Regions from separate parts of the Hordeum vulgare genome. Here region 1 is linked to region 2. Evidence: chromatin contacts called from public Hi-C data. All regions are on one chromosome and are shown on one strand. Each heading gives the region's core, a stretch centred on a gene start, on an enhancer-like site or on the middle of the called end of the contact. The rest is flanking DNA. Distances are from core to core; before and after follow the strand shown.

Region 1 (3,542 bases), core at 786-3,285, 240 kb after region 2:
TGGGCACGCAGACTGGCTCCAGGAAGGGGCCTTCGCGGCTGATGAGGTCGTGCAGCAGCCTCTGCCAGCCCTTGAAGAGCATGTAGGGGCTCTTGATCAGCGCGATCACCGTGTAGAGCGGTATGTCCACGATCAACCCCAGGAGGCCAACGAGTATGCATGACGGCACGTCCAACAGCCTGCACAAAACAGAACACGTTTTTCAGCGTAATTTTAGGCGTTCGCCATCACTTTTTTTTGTGTTCTTGAGGGAGCATTCACGGTCACTTTCAGTGTCAAGCTTGAAGCAACTGTATATGTATATATATTGTGATGCGCAGTGATCATGAGGGGGAGATCGACCCAGACCAACAGGCTTTACTATGCTTCGTTAGAGCAGTCTAGAACGGTATGCTGGCAGAGAATGCTTTTCTTATGAGAAATGTATTGACAAATAAGCACGTCCTTGTCACACAAGACCACAATACGAAACGAAATATCTTGTCACACAAGATCAGAATATGGGACAAAATCGGCTTCAGACAGGTCATCCAGTGCTACTAATATAACAACAAATGCCATCTTTTTACAGCATATATGTATGTAACAATGAATACCTTATGGAGAGGGGTTCGCGGTCCTGGGCGCACTCGCGGAACTCCTTGAGGTAAACGGGGTAGGAGTGGAAGCACATGTCCGCGAAGTCCCTCACCACCGTGCAGCTGCCCTTGATCGTCCCCCACGTCCCGTCCTGCACCCGGCGAGAAAACCAAAATCAACCGTGGATCTCTCGCACCCATTTCACGGTTAACAGCGGCCGGTCTTCCCTTTGAGGCTTGTACTTACCACAATGCCATGCACGAACTTCTTGGCCTCGGTCTCCTGCCGGAACGCCTCGAAGGTGGAGATCCATGGCGTGAAGAAGCCGTAGCCGAGCGCCACCAGGGCGCTCCCGAAGATGCCCAGGCCGAGCCAGAGCCCGAACAGCACCGGCAGCGCGATGAGCACCGCCAGCTTCAGGCCCGCGTTGATGCGGTCCGTCCTGGGTTCAGAATGCAGAGGAACGCAGCCAACAGCGATCAGTCTAACTATTCTAGTAGTATATCAGTTAGTGGTGGATCATCTGATTCGCCACTAAAATTTGAAGAATCGGCAGCAGAATCGGCTTCTTTAAAAACCATGGACAAGGCAGAATCAGAACTTTGCCCGCTTAACTGAACGTCCAGCACAAGGGATCGGAAGCTCGGAACCAACAAAAATGCTCTGTTTCCAGCACACGAAAGAACACAGATACGAAAAGTTGAGAAGAAGAATGAGCTTACTTGATAAGCGAGTAGATGGTCCACCAGACATGCGCCGGGAAGAGCACGAGGATGACGCCCACGTTCCCCAGTATCATCAGCGCAGCCGCCACCGGGCCGACCAGCATCGCTGCACACCCATTTCCCCAAGAACACAACAGTAAGCCAAAGCCACACCGGCAGAAACTGGGGAGGAAGAGAACAGTAGACACATGCCTTTGATGCCGCCGAGCAAGAAGGCGGCGCAGAAGGAGAAGACCACGTACGCGACGCGCAGCGAGTCTTGCATCGACCCCATGGGCTCAGCCACCCACGCCTTCACCGTGCCCATCGATCGCCCCGCCCCGCCCCCTTCACATCCAGGCGGCCAAGACCGGCGAACCGTGCCGGCAGCCCCCCCCCCCCCCCCCCCCCCCCCCCCGCGAGAATCAAGAACGGCTGCAGCTTTCTGCCGCTTTGGCGGGACGGAGAGCACAAAGGGGGCAGAGGATAGAAAAGAAAAGCTCTGGCCCTCGCTTTCGCGGGGAATCTGCGACCGGCGCTGGCGGAGCAGAAGACTCAGCAGCGGCGGCGGCGGCTTGCGTGAGAAGCCGTATGGTATGGGGGAGAAAAGGAGCTTGTAACGGGTTCTTGATCCGCCGGCCGGGCGGGTCAAAACGGCGGCTGCGCCCGCGTTCCCGCTCGCCCGTGAGCGAGTCGAACGAAATGTTGCGGGGAGAAAGAAGACGCAAGAGAGAGGGGAAATGGGAGAAGTTTCGGGAGGAGTTAACTGCCGGGACGGAAGGAGCTTTGTCCGTTTGTCTGCGTAGTTTCGGCTGGCGCGCGCTGTGACGTACTACTAGTAGTAGTGACTAACGGCGTTAGTGTGAGGCAGGTCAAAGTTGGTGGTCAAGGCGACAGTTTAGTGACCGTGGCCGTGTGGTAAGCGCTGAGGTTTGCTTTGATTGCTGCCACTTTGGGTCATCCATCTTTTTTCGAAAAAAATGACGTCTCATTCTATTGATATATTAACGCCTTGTTTGGATGGCAGGTCAGAATTAGATTCTAACCCTGCGTTAATTCTAAGCTAACTCTAATCAAAAAGATGTTTGGATGGCGGGTTATATTGACAATAAATGCATTTTTTTAATCATTTGACTCATTTAACCAGGGTTTGTTGTGGTGGAGGGAGATGGAAAAGTAATTTTTTCTAGGCTCCATCTAACTTTAACCTAAAGAAGCACGTCTTCATTGTTTTTTTTTATGCGTTAGATGCACTAACCAAAATTCCTCATGTTTGAATGTTTTTGGGTTAGTTGAGTCCAAACTAACCCATGGATCCAAACAGAGCCAGGGTGTGTGCATAGCACGATGCACATAGTCATCACAACCAAAACGAAAATATAGTTTTATAGCAAAAAATAGATAGTCTAATCTAGTACGGAATAAATCATATCCAGAGATTATACCGTCATCAACAAAGAGAGAAACCTCCGTGGATCAAGATCAAGATCATGATCCAGACTAATATGCATTTGAGGCCGCATGCATGCTCAAGATCAAGGCTTCTACGCAGCAACGAGAGGATGTCTTGGCTTGGGCATCCGACCCGGAGGGTATTTTCTTTGTGAGAAGCGCGTATCGCCTCGTCATCGACAACATATCCAGCACTACTATGTGGGCCACTAGCAGGGCACCGGACGACATGTGTGCCTTCCAGAAGGCAATGTGGGGGTGCCCTGCCCTGTCCAAGGTATGCATCTTTGTTTGGCCTCTAATCATAAACTCCGTTGCAACAATGGAGAATAAGGCTAAAAGAAATCTAGAGGTCACTAATATTTGTGTCTTATGTGGCATGAAATCCGTACAGGTGTCCGCTTGCTCGTATGCCGTGGGAAAAGATGGCCGCCTCATTTAGTATGTTGCAACTCGAGAATGTTGGAAACACTGGTGTTGAATGGGCTTTGCTTTTTCCGAACGAGTGCTTGGAAGAGCAGCGGCTACCAATATAATGACCTTCTGGCGTACAATGGCACGTTCGCAATGAGATTATCCATCACAAGCCGACACCAACTACAATTGTTGTCGCTGCAACCCCTACTATACTCCTGGTACTCCTCCAGACTAAGAGAAACCCAAGTTTCTTCTCGTGATGTCGTAATGATGAACCGGGGGAAGCATAACCATAGACACTTCCATTCCCCATGCCTGCATTTTCATAGTCGAATGTTGTTGATGGACAAAACTTACATGATAGAGGGCCGCATAAGGGTGGGGGTTGCG
Region 2 (3,944 bases), core at 214-2,713:
TGAAGTAAACAGCAAGCCCTGGTCAACAAATGAAAATTATACGCTCAGCAACACTTCCCTAGCTACAACTTTTTTCAAAGTTGTTCAATATAAAGATTGAACGATAGAAAGTTCCTTGGCTGCCAAGATGCAAAATAGAGGGGAAACTTGAGCAGAAGCAAAAGATGAAGAGCAAAACCTCAGCTCCACCAACAATATTTAGTCTGCCAACTTCACCTCCACATTCTGTTACACGTCCAACTCTACAAATGGAAACCAAAAAGTGATTACCAGCCATGTATATTGATGATGAGAGCAACGGAAATAATGCTTTTGTGATAAAACAGCCTTACTCCTCTCCGCTGGCATCAAAGCGATGGTCAGCCGACATATAGTAAATCGAACCCTCCGCTTCAAGGACACATCGAGAATCGCCGACTGATGCTGCAGTCACAACGGAGCCGTCGATTATGACGAGCGTCACCGTTGTCCCCGAAGAGTGCGCTGAACACAGGATTGGACAAACAAGCCGGCTCAGCACTGGTGCTGTACTGGTGTACCACGAGACCATGCCCATGCACAATACTATGAATTGATGACCCGGCTACGGCCGGGCATAGAGCTGTTTGTACTTCTAGATATGGAAGTAGTAATTGGTAGTAGTACTGGGAATGGAGGGTCTTAATAATTAGGTCCATGTATGGTATGGAGCAGGGAATTTGACCTCTTGTCTGGAAATCCTTGTCGGTCTTGACGAAGCCGGCGACGAGCGCCCTGGGCAGCGCGGCGAGCCACTCGTCCCTGGTGAGGTGTGCGGGGACGCAGCCGAGCACATTGGCGAGGAGCCTCTCCTTGGCGTAGACCGCGGCGGCGGCCCCGTTGTGGCCGTCGAACATCTGCAGCCGGAGCGAACCTTGTCAGAGCAGATCGCTGGCCGGGCGGGATGAATGAAGAGGTAGAATGCAGCGGGGGGATTACGTACGGCGAATGCGGAGAAGGATGCGCCCGGGTGGCGCTCGCAGCTCTGCTTGAGCAGTGCGTAGTCCTCGCCCTTCCTGGCCCGCGCGGCCTGCCCCGCCGCGACCCCGGGCCGCTCGCCCCCCGCCGCGTCGGCCCGCTCCGCCGACGCCTCGCGCAGCAGCAGGTCGCCGAGCGCCATGCTCCCGTGGCGCCGCCTCGGCGTCCTCGCCTCCGCTGCCTCCACCGCCATCGTCGCTCAGATCCCGGCCGCGGATCCGGCGGGCATGGCAGGCAGGCTGGCTGGGCGAGAGCACGCGCGCTGGCAGGCAGGAGGGTTGGCCTGGCGGTGGTGGTGTGGTCGGATGGGAAGCGGCCCCAAACCTTTCCGCTGCCTTTTTTGCCTGGGCGCGCGACGCGAGCTGTTGCTTTGCGGGATCGGCGAGGGGTGGAGGGGCCCGGCACTCACATGGGGGGCGCCGCTCCGGGAGAGAGAGAGGGGGGAAGACGACGCGCAAATCCAGCCCGCTCCCACGCGCGCCGTCCCCGGCCGGACAAATTTATTGCGCGGCACCAATCAAAACGCCCTGCGTTGCGTTTTTAACGGACGCGCCGCGGCACAAAGGCGGGCCCGGTCTGGGTCTGGGTCTGGGTCTCGGCGTGGCAGCGCTGCCAGGTCTCTCTCTCTCTCTCTCGTCTCGCGTTATCACACGACGAGGTCGCGCTCTTTTTTTCTTTGTGTGTGTGTGTGGAGAAAAGGCGTCGTCTACCCCAATCTTACAAGTCCCGTGAGTATTTACAAAACGAGTTTGGATGGTAACGAAGATTCTATTTCGATGCATGGTTGCGTCGACATAGAAGGGGAAGACGACATGGAAAAGTAGCAACAGGTGGCTGGTTTGCTACCCATCTGGTTCCCTTGTCCGTTTGGATCCGCGCAGCCGAAAATCACGGTACGCCGACCTATCTCTGAGGCCAACTCTAACTGTTCGATGATGGTCTTTTCTGTAGCAAGCGTATGACAAGGTAAAATGGTCTTTCCTGCAGCAAGCATTACGTATGAAAGGGTTTGATGATGTGTGGAGAAGACACGTTCAATCTTTCGTACAAAATGGAAGTGTTGGAATTAAGGTCGATGATGATGTTGGACATTACTTCCAAACTCATAAAGGGTTGCGGCAGGGGGATCCAATGTCCACTATCTTTTTAACATAGTTGCACATATGTTGGCAATTATGATTGAGAGAGCAAAGCACGAAGGCTTGGTAGGCGAACTTGTCCCACATCTCATTGAGGATGCTGTATCCATTTTACAGTACGTTGACGACACTATTTTGCTCATGGAACATGATGTTGCAAAAGCCAGGAATATGAAATTGATCATTTGCTTGTTTGAACGGCTTTCTGGGTTGAAGATCAACTTCCACAAGAGCGAACTGTTCTGCTTTGGTAAAGCCAAAGAAGAGCGGGATACGTATCAAAAGTTGTTCGGGTGTGCGTCGGGTAGCTTACCGTTTAGTTATCCAGACATACCAATTCATCATTGGAAGTTAACAATCAAGGATTGGAAGTGTATTAAAGAAAGATTTGAGAAAAAAACTGAGTTGCTGGAAAGGCAAGTTATTGTCTTACGGGGTAGCTAATCCTCATTAATTCGGTCCTCACCAGCATGCCAATGTTCCTTCTCTCCTTTTTTATGATATCTATTGGGTACAAAAAAGATTGGATTTCTACAGATTTCGTTTCTTTTGGCAAAGTGATAAAGTCAAAAAAGAAAATACAGATTGTCTCGGTTGGATATTGTTTGTAGACCGAAAGAACAAGGCGGTCTTGGGATCGAGAATTTGGAGGTCAACAAAATTTGCTTGCATAGCAAATGGTTATACAGACTATCCGTTGAATCTAGGCATGTGGATACAAATTCTAAGGAATAAGTATTTACATGCCAAAACCTTGGCTCAAGCCACTTTAAAGCCTAACGACTCACCCTTCTGGAAGGGTCTGATGAGAACGAAGGCGACGTTCTTTCAAAGAGTTAAATTTATCGTCGGGAATGGAGAGACTACGAGGTTTTGGAAAGATATATGATTGGGGGAGACGCCATTAGCCATGCAATACCCTTCTCTATATAATACAGTACAACATAAGGAAGCATATGTTGCCACTGTTATTCAGTCTGTTCCTCTCAATATTCAATACCGAAGGAGTTTGACAGGGGATCGTTGGATTGCTTGGATTGATCTACTCGGGAGGCTAATGCAAGTCTCACTATCAGACGAGGATGATAAACTTCATTGGAAGTTATCGAAAAGTGGCATCTTCTCGGTCAAAACGATGTACTTAGACCTCATTGATATTGGATTAATTCCTAACTCCATTCATATCTGGAAGATTAAGGTGCCTTTAAGAATCAAAATTTTCATGTGGTTTGTTCACAAGGAAGTGATTCTAACTAAAGATAATTTGACAAAGCGCAATTGGGCGGGTAACAAAAGATGTAGCTTCTGTAATCAGCCCGAGACTATCAAACACCTCTTTCTCGTTTGCCCGATGGAAAAACTGTTGTGGACTTCGATTCGTATAGCCTTTAATATCAAGCCTCCAACTAGTACTCAGTCCTTGTTTGGGTCGTGGCTGGGCGGAGCTGATATCTGTTCGTCGAGACAGATTCGCATAGGAGTTTGTGCATTATTATGGGATATATGGAACTGCAGGAATGACATTGTTTTTAATAGAAAATATCATACCATTTTTTTGCAGTTTTTGCACAAGGCAACATCTTCAATCCGTATATGGTCGTTACTCACTCCTGTGGAGAACAAGGGATACTTTGGCTACTGGATCTATCCGATAGGAGATGGTAGCTCGGGATATATTCAACCGGTTTGGATGACGGTCCAATAGTAGAATAGCTAGATAGGTTCTAGTACTATTTTGCACCCGTTGTCGCTCTTTATTTCGTCTTTTCGCAGCTTCCTTGAAAGCTTGTATTGGACATTTATTTTTTT

The links. Hi-C and Micro-C count contacts between places; a contact is called where the count stands out from the background.
Region 1: a contact with region 2 is called in a Hi-C map of leaf, with 6 times the contacts expected there. The contact joins the promoter of LOC123426859 here to the promoter of LOC123426857 in region 2. A contact is called at or near these places in 4 of 6 Hi-C or Micro-C datasets (leaf and seedling) and 1 of 1 datasets of contacts at active chromatin or transcription factors (embryo).

The regions. Positions count from the first base shown.
Region 1 is chr2H:502,433,769-502,437,310 of MorexV3_pseudomolecules_assembly, forward strand. It overlaps LOC123426859, which reads right to left and starts at 2,036. Exons shown (of 9, transcript XM_045110758.1): 1 at 1,497-2,036; 2 at 1,302-1,410; 3 at 826-1,021; 4 at 597-730; 5 at 1-179. The coding sequence starts at 1,611.
Region 2 is chr2H:502,194,596-502,198,539 of MorexV3_pseudomolecules_assembly, forward strand. LOC123426857 (probable protein phosphatase 2C 40) reads right to left here and starts at 1,464. Exons shown (of 9, transcript XM_045110756.1): 1 at 962-1,464; 2 at 704-875; 3 at 333-483; 4 at 179-242. The coding sequence starts at 1,189.